2 separate regions of the Sus scrofa genome follow, and region 2 is linked to region 1. A link is a contact called in public HiChIP or PLAC-seq data. All regions are on one chromosome and are shown on one strand. Each heading gives the region's core, a stretch centred on a gene start, on an enhancer-like site or on the middle of the called end of the contact. The rest is flanking DNA. Distances are from core to core; before and after follow the strand shown. Region 1 overlaps CDK6 (a long non-coding RNA gene). Region 2 overlaps CDK6 (a long non-coding RNA gene).

Region 1 (6,281 bases), core at 761-3,260:
TTCTTCTCATTTATTTTGACGCACCAGAGCTAGCACAGGTGGTAGGGTTTTCTGATAAAGACTAAAAGAGGGTGGTAAGGCGTATCATATGGGCTACGAGTGGCTCCACTAAAATCAGGTTCTATCCGAAATCAGAGCTTTCTGCATTAACAAAAACTGCATCATACAACAGGAAAGGCTTTGGAAAGCCGTTAGTGATCCCCATCTTTTGGTCCTGAAAGAATCTAACCTATCTGTGGAGAGAAGAGGATCTGAATCACTATTATTTTCTGATTTAACAATGGTTGGATCCCACTCTGAGTGTTGTGTACACATTAATCCCAGTCTTTTTCCCTAAAAATGTGTTGAAAGTCATGTGATGAATACATATGTCACTGGTGGGAAAATAAAATAGAAAAATCTTTCTGGAGGGCAATTTGGCTCCAGGTATCAAAGGTTTGAGGGTTTAGAATATTCTTTACCTCACCATTCCACTTCTAGGAATTAATCCTAATTCCTGGGAAAAGTGGTGGGAATGAGGGAAACCTTAATTACAAGAACACAGATAACGATCTCGCTTTTAAAAAGGCTTGTGAATTTCACTCACCAAATATTTACTACTTGCCTACCAATATTTAAATACAAATAAATAAGATCATGATTTTTTTATATGAGAAAAACAAGTTACAAAAAGCATGAGCTCATTTAATAAGAAAATCAAAAGATTATAACATACAGGCAAAACAATCAAGACACCTGTTAAGTAATTATTAATGGTCATCTCTTGGCTCCTGGTTGATGGTTTTCTTTCTTCTTCTTTCTCCTCACCTTGAAAAATAAGTATTTTATAGAGCTTTTTTGACATTATATAAATTTCTTGATCTGCATCAAAATATGTTCACTCAAAGTTTTAGCATCATTGATACTTTTCTAAATCTACCATTCTATCTATATTTATTAGTTGGCATTCTAAATTAAGAAAGAGCTTTCCCTTCTCTGCCATTTACTTGTCCACTTCTAAGTATGGACTCACGAACTTGTGTTTTATTTAATGGGTTTAATCCATTTCTATAATTATATATGTTGATGCTCAAATTATTTCAGAATTATCTAATGGTTCCCTTTAAGCTGAATCCTGTGCACTTCTGACATGTTACCATAATTTTTTTTAGCATCTTCTTACTTTCTGGTACAATAAGATGCTCTAGGCTTATCCTGTACGCTTTACTCATATTTTAAAAAAAGTTTTACAGTAAACTAACACGACTTTTGTTAAATGAAGAACACAATGCATACTATTTAAAAAAGAAATCTTATATTAAATGTAAGATTTTAAAAAAAAGTCTAGATTACTGACTTTCTATGGTTCAGAAACATTAAAAGCAATCGAGCTCCTCTTTGAATTCCAAGCGAGATGGAAAAGGGGAGCATCAGCCTCACAAATCTGTATGAAAGGCAATTACGTCCAGCAAGATCATTAAATGCTCAAGTCATTGCTTTTTTTCTTGGTCAAGTCCTGTCAACCTGCCACTAAATGAAAGGGAACAGTTAAAGTACATTCTGTTCAGTAAATGTCTCATAGCTGAATGTCGCCTCACTTCCCCCCTCAGATTAACTGCATAGAAAAATGAGGGGGACAAAATCATTTTCATCTGTGATTGAGTTTCTTCCTGCTGACTGTTTGGAGTTTCCCTATGAGTTGTTGTGAGCCACCTCTTCCTGTGGTTCCAAACAAGAATCTCTGACAGCTGATTACACCCTGGGGACTGCACTCTGGATTCTGTGAGGTACTAAGGACAATGACACAGGGGTCCCCAATTCCTGCCTGTCACAGTTAGTAGAGCCCTCACCTGGAGTGCCTGTCTGGCTTCTCTACTCTTGCTAGATGGGTTTGCTGAAACTCACTGTATGCTCAGCCTCTAACCAGACTCCTGGATCAGTTTTAGCCTTTGTGGTGACTGTGGTGGGGTGGAGGGGAAGAGACACCAGGAACCCTGCGACAATTAGTCACTACTTCAATATTGAGTCATGTGGCCATCCTGCCCAGTCGGCTGTGACCTAAGTTCATACTTTGTGCTCTTAGGCATGAGGCTTTGCCTAAACCTCAGCACTACAGGTCCTATGTTTTTTGACTCTGAGTTCTTCTTCTTCTTCTTCTTTTTTTTTTTTTGTCTTTTTAGGGCCACACCCGAGGCATTGGGAGGTTCCCAGGCTAGGAGTCTAATCTGAGCTGTAGCCGCTGGCCTATGCCACAGCCATAGCAATGCAGGATCCGAGCCGCGTTTGCAACCTACACCACAGCTCATGGCAACACTGGATCCTTAACTCACTGAGCCAGGCCAGGGATCAAACTTGTGTTCTTATGTATACCAGTCACATTCATTTGTGCTGAGCCACGACAGGAACTCCATTTTTGACCCTGAATTCTTCAAATGCCTAGGGTTACCTCTGACAAGAAGTCACCCCTTATCCTGTTCTAGAAAAATGATGCCCCAAGGCACTTTAACAGTATGAACAAAAATAACAGTGGCCAAGTTTTGCTAAGCATAGGCAGTGCGAAACAAAAACTCACTACTTTACATGTGCTGTTTTATTTAACCTCAGATTAACACTAGGTGAGAGGTCTATATTAATATCCTCATTTTACAGTTGAGGAAACTGAGGTCGAGAGATGGTTAATAATGAGTCACCATTAGCCAACTAAGAAGTGACAGAGATGAAACTAGATGCTCCAAAGCCAGAGCTTGCAACCACTTCACTAGACTGCAGCCTCAGAGATGGAACTGTTAGTGGATTGGAGACTCTGAACAAAAATTCCAGGTTTTTTTTTCTTTAAAGAAAAAGTAATGAATGGAAACCACTCTGGTAAGCTGGATGTTGAGACCAAGTGGTGTTGCTTATTTGAATCTAAGAGAGGGATGGAGGGATCCTAAGGAACCGTGAGTCCACTAAGAACACGAAACAAGTCTGCCACACGGGACTTCAAGTATTCCTTCATTCCTTCAGCATCTTGAGAATCTGGAAGGCTCTTCACTGCTGAGTGCAGGGAACATAGGAATGAGGGAACTGATGTGGTCCCTGATCTTGTAGGGCTTATAGTTCAGATACGGAGAAAGGAAAGCAATCTGTAAAGGGTGAGTATTATGAAGAAAATAAGATGCTCTGGTGAAGAACAGTGTGGTTAGGAAAGGCCTCTCTAAGGAGGTGACATTTAACCTAAAGGATGACACAGAAGAGGAAGAGCTGATGAGGTCTATTCATTTCTCTTTCATCTTTAGCAACAACTGGAATTTTCAAGTGCTTTTCAAGGGTTGTTGACAACTCGGGTTCTGTTAAGCAGGTCAACCACTGCCTTACAATCCCATATGCTTTATCACTAATGCCTTCTCCACCCAGTTCAAAACATCACAAATATGACACAAATGAGATTTGACTATCCAGTCTAGAACGATCCTCATTTTTTTCCCCCTCCATACAAAGAAGCACTTCAGAATCAGGGACAAGACGAATGCTCTTTGCATCTCGCAGAGTTCATCCAAGTGTACTAGTTGTTTCTCCCCCGTGGAACTGTCCTATCAGCTTTAGGAAAGATGATGAAAGAAAAGAAATGGGCCCAGAGGATCCAGAGAAAACAAGGCCACACTTGCTTTTCATGTGGGCCCTTAGTGGGGAAGAGTGGAAGGCAAAAGCAGGGAACTGGGTCCAAATTTTTTTCTATCAATGCTGTGGTCTGAGGCACTCAAAACCAGAAGGCTTTTAGGGCCAGCACCGGGGAGTTCTGACCTGCCTTCTTTGCATTTCTGGAAATGGCTATTTCATTATTATCTTACAAGCAGAAATTCAGCAGCGTTAGCTGAAGGCAACAGCATGAAGACTCAGGGTCTTCTTTTATTAGAATCCAACTGCGCTTTTCTCTGCAAGAAGGGACGCTCCCTGAGGATATGTGGGGTTGGAACTGGACGCCACACATAGCTAAGAAGGGGCATTTTGGATGTTTAGAGAATCATGATTATTTTTTCGGTGTGTGTGTACAAAGACTGTAATAAAATGGTCCCGTGCTTGCTTTCTTTTTCTTTTTCTTTCTTTTTTTTTTCTTTTTTTTTCCTTTTCTAGGGCCGCTCCCGTGGCATATGGAGGTTCCCAGGTTAGGGGTCGAATCGGAGCTATAGCCACTGGCCTACGCCAGAGCCACAGCAACGCGGGATCCGAGCCGCGTCTGCAACCTATGCCACAGCTCACGGCAATGCCGGATCCTTAACCCACTGAGCAAGGCAAGGGACTGAACCCGCAACCTCATGGTTCGTAGTCGGATTCGTTAATCACTGTGCCACGACGGGAACTCTGGTCCCGTGCTTTCTTTATGGAGCAATTTGATGTTCTGAGACCCTCTATTTCCTGGCTTCCAGAAACCTATTTTTCTCTCCATCATAATATTTCCTCTAAGTACAGAATAATTAACCCTCATGACTAATCTAGTCTCATAGGAAAAAGGCTTGTGAAACCTGTCTCTGGTGCCCATAATAAGTGTGCACAGAATAAGCACAGAAGGCCACGGTAAGTACTGTGTACAGAGTGAGAAGGCCCAAACTCCTTTCCCAAGGCCTAATCCACCCCGAGGCAGAGGGAGGAAAGCCAGTCCTCTAACTACTGGGGCAGCCATTTTCGAGGTTCCCTCTGTCACACAAAAATGATGCAGGACAGCTGCTCTCTGGCTCTCCTCCGTCTGCCAGGGGAACTCCACACCACCTGACCAAAGCTGTCACCACCTGAGGCTGCCACGTGGGCTCCAGATTGTGAGGGCATGGGGTCAGATAGGTGGCTTATGCTGTGCCACCGCAGTGCTGTGGATCCAGTGAGGCCAGTGGGCAGCCAGAGGCCTCTCTGGAACAGCTTGGCCACCTGTCTGCGAGGGAAGACAAATCCCATTTCATGAGGTTTGGCATGGAAAGCAAATCGTCCACTCCTATGTCCAAAAGCACTTGCGTGGTGGAAGGAAAAAGAGGAGAAAAGGGTAGACAGAGCCCAAGGGTGGATGTAAAACCGGATCTCTTCGGGGATGGACGTTCTGGTTAATCTGGTTTGAAATCAAGGTTTTTTTCACCCGGCTCTCATCAATCTTAAGCTGTATTTCCCAGGCTTTTAAGGTAATTCTCTTAATGAAGTAATGCAATGCCAAAGACATGGCATCACGGGGCTTTGCCCTTTCCTGCCTTTCAAAGGCCAACAAAACCATCATTCCCTAACACAGCCACACAGGAAAAAAGATAAAAGATGAGGCTTATCTTGTTGTTAAGCTATTGTGTTACCAGCATGTCAGCGGCACAAGAAAGATAAGCAAAGGCTTGCAAAATACGGTGACTGAAGCCTCACCTGATATGCAGTTTCTGTCTTGCTGAGGGCACACAAGATAATAAGATTTCAAACTCATTAGAAACTGTGCCTGTTCATGGTTTTAGAAGTGAGCTTCTACAACACAGGGAGAGCTCCTGATTACTTTGCAGTGAAGCCACCATCACAAACAGGATTTCCTAAAGAGGTCTTAGGGCAAGGAAGCTTCATTCTCACTTTGGCTCTGCCATCTGGGCGGCCCTGCTGCTCCGCCCCTACAGTAAACAGGCAGTTAGAGGGGACCAGGGAACACCCCTGCCTATTGTTCCTCAGTCCTCTCACTTCCCTTTCATCTCTGGTAATAGCTGGAATTTATGAGCACACACGCTGACCTTCCAAGCTTTTCCTTCAGGGTTTATTTACTTCTCAGATCCTCCTTAGAAGGGCTCCGTCTTTTGTCCCCCCCGCTCCCTTCCCCCCATTCCAGCTGTATTTTCCCAAAGGTGTGGCTTCCTCGCTGTGCACTGTTAAACTGAATGGAAGAGGAGTCATAAAGGCTGTGTGCAGTTCCAACGGTGATTGTGCACGAAAGACCCTATTTCTCATTTGAAACCTACCACTCCAGCTAGGGCTCGCTTTTCCAAGAATACACTGCTATTTTGGTGGCTTGCTTGATGAAGTCCTTCCTAAAGAACCAATCGAAGAGCTCCAACAATCCAGCTCACACCTAACTTCGTGATGTCTCTATTATTCCAGTCCACAGTAATACCGAACTTTTCTAAGCTCCCTTAGTATTTAAACCTGCACCAGGTAGCTGAGCATTTACCTATGTTGAGAGTCTGACACACTGCTTGTACTATTTAAAAAAGGCCTCAGTAAACTAACGCATCATGTCCGCTTTTCTTATTTTCTCAAATAGACTGTAATCTCTTTGAGGTCCTGGCCACAGACTTTGGTACGTGTAAGTGAGAAGT
Region 2 (6,754 bases), core at 1,677-4,176, 140 kb after region 1:
TTTGGATTTACATAGCATAGGTATGTCCTGGGGCCAGTATACAATTGTAATATTCTATGCACTCATGAATGATGTCTCAAATTATACCCCTTAGAGTCCATGAACCATCAGAAAAAGCTATATTTACTACACTATACTCTCTAAGATTGGGGCCAGATACTGTACAAATAAATATTTTCTAATAATTTTAATATATATTAGAACTAAAGGGTTTTTTTCCACTGAGCCCTAAAATTAATGAACTAGAATATATCCCATTCTTTAAACATTCCACTTAGTCATCCTAGATGTATTTAACTACATATTGAGTTCCAAAGGCTCTAATTCTGACAATTCTCATAGGGAGAGAATGTCAGTGTTTAACAGTCTATAATAGTATGACAGGCAGAGATAATTCTTGGTACCTTTATGGTTTCAGTGGGCACTCCAGGCTCTGGAACTTTATCCAAATAAGTGGTCAAGTCTTGATCAACATGTTCAAACACTAATGTTAGTTTGGTTTCTCTGTCTGTTCGTGACACTGTGCACACATCAAACAACCTAAAAGGAAAAAGAAAGAGGTATTAAGTAGGTGGCAAAAAGCAAAACAGTAACCTGTTAGTCTTATATGTATCCCTCAATTTGATCACATAATTGGGGGAAAGGCCACATTTAATAATTCCTTATGGTAAATGTAAAGATACCTAACAGGATCTGATACTTTAATATCAATACAAATGTTCAGGAGAGGAGCATGTGGTAAAGTGGAGACAAAATCCATAGTGGCAAAGAAAATGCAACATGACCACAACACAAGAATGTCTGCTTGGAGAGGTACTTAGTTAAGATCTTAGGTAGAACTTGCCGAGGGAGAGAGTTTCAAAACCTGCAGCCTCTAGGAGAAATACAGTCCTTAGCTCACAGTTCAAGAATTATTAAAGAGACAGACTGTGCATTCCTTGGAGATGCTGGCCTCTGCAATTTAGATTTTCCTGGAATTTAAGGTATTATAATCATGCCTATGAAAATAATTATAATGGGATACGGAGAAATTGGGTTTAATTCTAAGAGCGCCTTCTAACCTTGATGAGTCAAATCATTTCCCTGGAAAGGGCAAGAATTCTTGGTTTTAAAATTCTAAATACCATGCTAATTAAAACTATAAATTTTTAACTTTTGGGGGTGGGTGGGGCAGAAATTACACTGGTAAACTATATCACCCTTAAATGATAAAGGCAAGACTGGTAAACTTTATAATTATGTTTGGATGCGTGAATTCAATTTCTCCCATAAAATACTACAACTAATTCAAAATTTAAGTTTGAAAAACAAAGACTTCCATAGTTTGAAAAGAATTTTCAAGCCAAAGGACAAACTTTCCTTTAGTTTCAACAGACATAGAGCACTATCTGGCTCACGAGAAGCTCATCCAACATTTGAAGAATTAAATAAACCACTCAAAACCAAGCTATAAATACATTTCTTGACAAGAATGTAATATAGGTACTGACAAAGGGCTGATAAAAATGCTATCTGCATGATTTTCTTTCATTTTCAAAAATGAAACAACACTTTCTTCAAAGAAACTAACTATAAATGTGCATATAATCCAATTACAAAAATGCAGGGTTGACTCACAATTATCCACTTTGTATGTTACCTCTTAAATTTTTAATACCTATCTAGTTCGCCATGCCACCCGACCGCATTTCTGGGCTAAATGGGCTCCACAACATTTGGTATTTCTCTGTAAATCTAAACTAAACTTTAAAAGAAACTAAAGAACACTATAATTAAGTTAAATCGGATGGGGTGACCACCACCAACAGCCACACATACTTCATAGCCAGACCCAAACTCCTTTTTAATTGTGGGCAGCTTGGGGTGAGTTCTGTAACTTCATTAAAGTCAACTATTAAGATCAACTGAATTTCTTCCTTACATTTATCTACTTTCAAATATCCTGACCTCTAAGTTTTAATCATCTACTTTTTTTTTTTTTAAACTTCTCAAGTCTTCAAATGCAAAAGGTGACTTATTCCAAAAAATTATTTGGACAAAGTAAAAACTCCTAATTAACAAATTCATTAAAAATAATGCCATAAGTCATACTCATGTCATACTGTGAAAAATATGATGGCTCACACACATGGATCTGATGCCTGGGAAATTTATGAAAGCTACTCTTTCAATTTGGTGATTTGAGGTGATGACCATTTTATTCATAGGCTTCCTTGAACCATATTTCCATTAAACCCACCTACTCTGATAGATTTTTTTTTTCTTGTGTTTGAAGAAAAAGGAGTTCCACAATCACCAAACTTCTTCATATCTGAAGCTTCTATTTTTGTGATAAAATAAAATAGCAATGAACCAAACATGGCCTGTACTAAAATCACATAAAAACATGGGAACTGCATCATTACAGTTGTGCTTCTTAAACATTACTTTAAAAAGGTCTTCCATTATAATTAATACATTTCCTTCATTTAATAAAAAGACAGGAGTTCTTGCTGAGGTGCAACGGGATCAGTGGCATCTTGGGAGCACTGCCTGTGACACAGGTTTGATCCTGGGCCAGCTGAGTGGGTTAAGGATCCGGCGTTGTGCAGCTGCGGCTCAGGACGCAACTGAGGCTAGTATCTGATCCCTGCCCCAGGAACTCCATGTGCTGTGGGGTGGCCAAAAGTGAGAAAAAAAATTTTTTTCAAATGAATAAAAGACATTGCTTTATCACTGTTTCCGGTCAGCAAAGATTTTAGTAACCCCAGTTCTCACTGAACTTAACGATTTGTAATATGTAAGACATTTTAGTAATTGCAAAAAAAAAAAAAAAAAGCTTAACAGAGACATAACTGGAAAGCGAAGTGATCATACAGCACTGCCTCACCAAAGGGTCACCTGCTCCCAAACCGTTGTTCAGTTACCTAACAGCCCTGGCAGCATGTTCTGTTGCTTCATCTCACTGAAACCGTTTTCAAACACTCTGTATGACACAATGCAAGAACAACATCCAACCCACAGCAACTTATTTTCCTCAAAGTTATATCACTCTCAATATATTGACTCATTGTTGCCGCCTGCAGCGCCTGGACTCCACACCTGAGATATGCAGAGATGAGCTCCCAAAGCTGCTGCAAACTGCCCTAAATGATAAGCCATGAAGAAAAGGCACTACTTTCAATGGGCAATTGTCTACAAAGTGGAGTTTTAAAGAGACATGTTCAAAGACACATATTTAAAGAGACACAGAGTAAAACTTTCTTGTATAAAATGTTAATGTATATAATTACATATCCTTCCAGGCTACAAAAAAAAAAAAAAAAAAGGTATCCGGTAGAAACGACTCATGTTGATTTAAGGAGATAATTCCTTTTATTTTTTTGAAAGTGCTGTTATTAATTTCATTTGGGAAATGGAGCATATTACAGGTTCCTTAGAAATTTAAAAGTGACATCAAGGGAAGTCAAAGACCTAGAAGACCCTGTAGGTTTGGGGTTCCAATGCTGGCCATCAACATCCTACAGACCCAGGACCATCTCAGAAGACATCCGGGGAAATATTTATACGAAAACATAAAGTTCTTAGTTGTTTAGTAAACATTATCGTACTAAAAGTAATTTACATTAGACACAGTGAGTAGAAAATGCTTTTTTTTTTTTTTTTTTTTGCTTCTTAGGGCCGAACTCATATGGAAGTTCCCAGGGTAGGGGTTGAATTGGAGCTGCAGCCGCCAGCCTACACCATGGCCACTGCAACTCAGGATCCCAGCCTTGTCTGCGACCTACACCACCAAGGCCGAATCCTTTAAGTCACTGAGCGAGGCCAGGGATCAAGCTCATATCCTCATGGATCCTAATCGGATTCATTAACCGCTGGGCCATGATGGGAACTCCAGAAAATGCATTTTGAATCAAGAGCTATAAATATTAATCTTAGCAATGTTTAGAACATAATATTTTTGATGCTTTCTTGTCTACAATGACTCCATCTGGAGCTACCCCAGAGCAAATAATAATCACTTTGGTGGCAATAAAGAGAAGACAGATGCTTTAACATAACAAAAAAGTCTCACATTAAGCAACTGAGCTAATCAACAACTGAAATCCCTGGTATTTGGCAGGAGGTTAACAATCTGTAATATATTTATATAAATCAATGAGGAATGCAGCCAAGCTGCCTATAACCCGTACACTTGCAAAACAAAAGAGCCAGACAGGTCTGAACATCTGAACATAAACACTGGAAAAATAACTTCAACTGTTTGATTCCTTGTGTTGACCAACATCTTAAAACTCTCTAAAACTTTTTTTTTTTTGCTATTTAGTAAACTGACAAAAATAGCACTTCAGTGACTGAATGACTACAGTTTCATAAGAGAACTATCACCTTGTATTGAAGATGAACAAACTATCTCAGTTGACTTTTAGAGGAAACAAAAAACTATCATTCAATATCTATCCATTAGAGCTTGGCTTAATGGGATCCAAGCGAATGTTCAAAAAAGTAGAATCAAAAAGGGGTTCTCAGCATTCACTGAGCCTATGAATCCGGTTTAGCTGTGCAAACACAATCCGAAAAAAGGCAGATAGGTTGTTATCATTTCACAATTAAGTCAGCCAAGCCCCTAACTATCCCATAAAATAAGTCCTCTCCCTGTCTCCATTGTCCTGACCTCCCAGCTGCAGGGCAGAGAGCAAGCGCTGCGGTCCAGCACAGCACTCAGCTTTCCAGCTGTCCTAGTGATGTAATTATCTCATAACAAAATATCTCCATGAATTAACTCTGCATCCGACCCACTGTAATTTGGAACAACTCCTTCCTGTTGACGGTCTCCATTTAACTTGCTATTCTGGATCTATTGCATAGGCAAACTCTCTTCATCCAATGGATGGGATTACATCCAATAGGCTTGGGATTTCCAAAGATTGCGATTTACAAAGGTTTCCCAAACAACATGCTCTGTAAACACACGCCCTGCCTTTCTATTGTGGTTATAACAAAAGGGAAATCTGCGTTATTTGCTGTGATTAAACTTTGACCTGTCACAGGAAGTTCTATGAGGATTTTTTTTTTTTCCTGTCACTTTTTTTCCAGACGCTTGAATGTTTGGACATAAAATAGTTCAAGAGCTGTGAGATGTCTGGCACAGAGGCCTAGGGGTGCTAAACAAAATTTTATTTGAACTATGGCCAGTCTTCAGAATTGAGGAGAATTTTTTTAAAAATCTCTACCCTCTTCCTTTGTAGTCCATGAAGCATATTCTAAGGTTATAGCATGCATGCACCAAATTTATGTCCACACATCCTACTAACCCTACACTACTAGATACTGGCCAGGGTGCTCTCCTTTGGCTCATTAAATATGGACTGTGTGTGTTCATGTATTCTCAACCAGCACTGAATGGGGTAATTCCAGAAGTATTTGCCACCAAAGTAACCAGCATGCTATGCTGCTGGAAGGAAATCCCCACTGTGCAGCATCTGCAAACATGCATCAGTACCTACCACGTGCAGGCACTGTAGTGGGTTTTAGAGAGTCCAACAGGTCTAAGACAGGTACTTTTTAAGAGCTTTCTGTCCAGTTGGGGGAGAGACGATTGCATGTAAAAGGACAAACAGTGATATATGGCAATGTATTAATTCCAAATAAATTCTACAAACACTATATGGAGCTTTATATATCAACATCAGAGTAAATTCATTCTAGATCTTATCACAGTAGACATCTGGGATGTCTGCCTTTCCAACATCTGTTACCATTCTTGGCCACATCCTCATTTTTTGTTGAAGAGCCACTCCTATTCCATACTCAGGCAGTGTAGTTGTGGGGGCACAGGGGCAGGATGGCAGGTAACCTACCCTGAACAAACAGAGTGACAGTGATTGATTCAGGGAAGGACAGACCCAGAACTGGTCCCAGGAATTTTACTAGAACTTCTGGGAAAGTAGAGCTCTCTTTATTCCAGGATTACCAACCTGGCAATGGATAAGCCTGCAGCTGCTAGTGGCCGTCTTTGCCACCATTTTCATGAGCCCTCCATGGAACACAGCCAACACTGAGGAGAGCCTGAACAGAGAGCTGACAGGCAAGAGATTCTGGATGACACTGTTTAAGTACCTGGACCCACCTGTGCCAAGCCTACCCCCGGATTTATTGCTAATGTGAGCCAGTAATGCTGCTTTGGTGCTTACTCAGTTTGAGTTGGGTTTTATTAGTTACAACAAAAAAACAGTCCTAAGACATCTATAAACACTTTGAAATAGCAGTATCTGACCTCAAATATATCTTATGTATTAGACAAACTGAATTAATTGAACTCAAGCACATAAACAGTAGCAGTTCCCTCTAGGTGACCACACCAGTTCCCCGACTTGCTGGGAGACGTTTTTTTTTTTTTTTTTTTTTTTCGGTCTTTTTAGGGCTGCACTGATCGCACATGGAGGTTCCCAGGCTAGGGGTCAAGTTGGAGCCGCAGATGCCAGCCTACACCACAGCCACAGCAACAACAGATCCAAGCAGCGTCTGGGACCTACACCACAGCTCATGGCAATGCTGGATCCTTAACCCACTGAGTGAGGCCAGAGATCAAACCTGCATCCTCATGGATACTCTTCAGGTTCATTAATTGCTGAGCCATGAAGGGAACTCCTGGGAGACTATTCTTAAAGTGGTTTCTCTGGGAGCATGCCCACCAGAAAGCAGTAACTGACAGCAGCAGAGCAGACTAATTCATCCTTCTAAAGGAGCCACTCCACTTCTTCCCGGGATTCCT

The links. HiChIP or PLAC-seq counts read pairs in DNA pulled down with a chosen protein or histone mark.
Region 2: an H3K27ac HiChIP or PLAC-seq map of alveolar macrophages shows a contact between it and region 1. The contact joins two enhancer-like sites. A contact is called at or near these places in 1 of 47 Hi-C or Micro-C datasets (embryonic fibroblasts) and 1 of 2 datasets of contacts at active chromatin or transcription factors (alveolar macrophages).

The regions. Positions count from the first base shown.
Region 1 is chr9:72,559,266-72,565,546 of Sscrofa11.1, forward strand. All of the region lies in intron 5 of CDK6 (a long non-coding RNA gene), which reads right to left. Among named protein-coding and RNA genes, the nearest start is that of FAM133B, 59 kb to the left of the region's middle. Within about 2 kb of position 2,011, at least 27 of the 83 cell types and tissues checked have an H3K27ac peak or open chromatin away from gene starts, as enhancers often do. A contact at or near this core is called in alveolar macrophages, where this site is marked.
Region 2 is chr9:72,697,700-72,704,453 of Sscrofa11.1, forward strand. CDK6 (a long non-coding RNA gene) reads right to left here. Exons shown (of 8, transcript XR_002347034.1): 3 at 405-540. Among named protein-coding and RNA genes, the nearest start is that of CDK6, 65 kb to the right of the region's middle. Within about 2 kb of position 2,927, at least 3 of the 83 cell types and tissues checked have an H3K27ac peak or open chromatin away from gene starts, as enhancers often do. A contact at or near this core is called in alveolar macrophages, where this site is marked.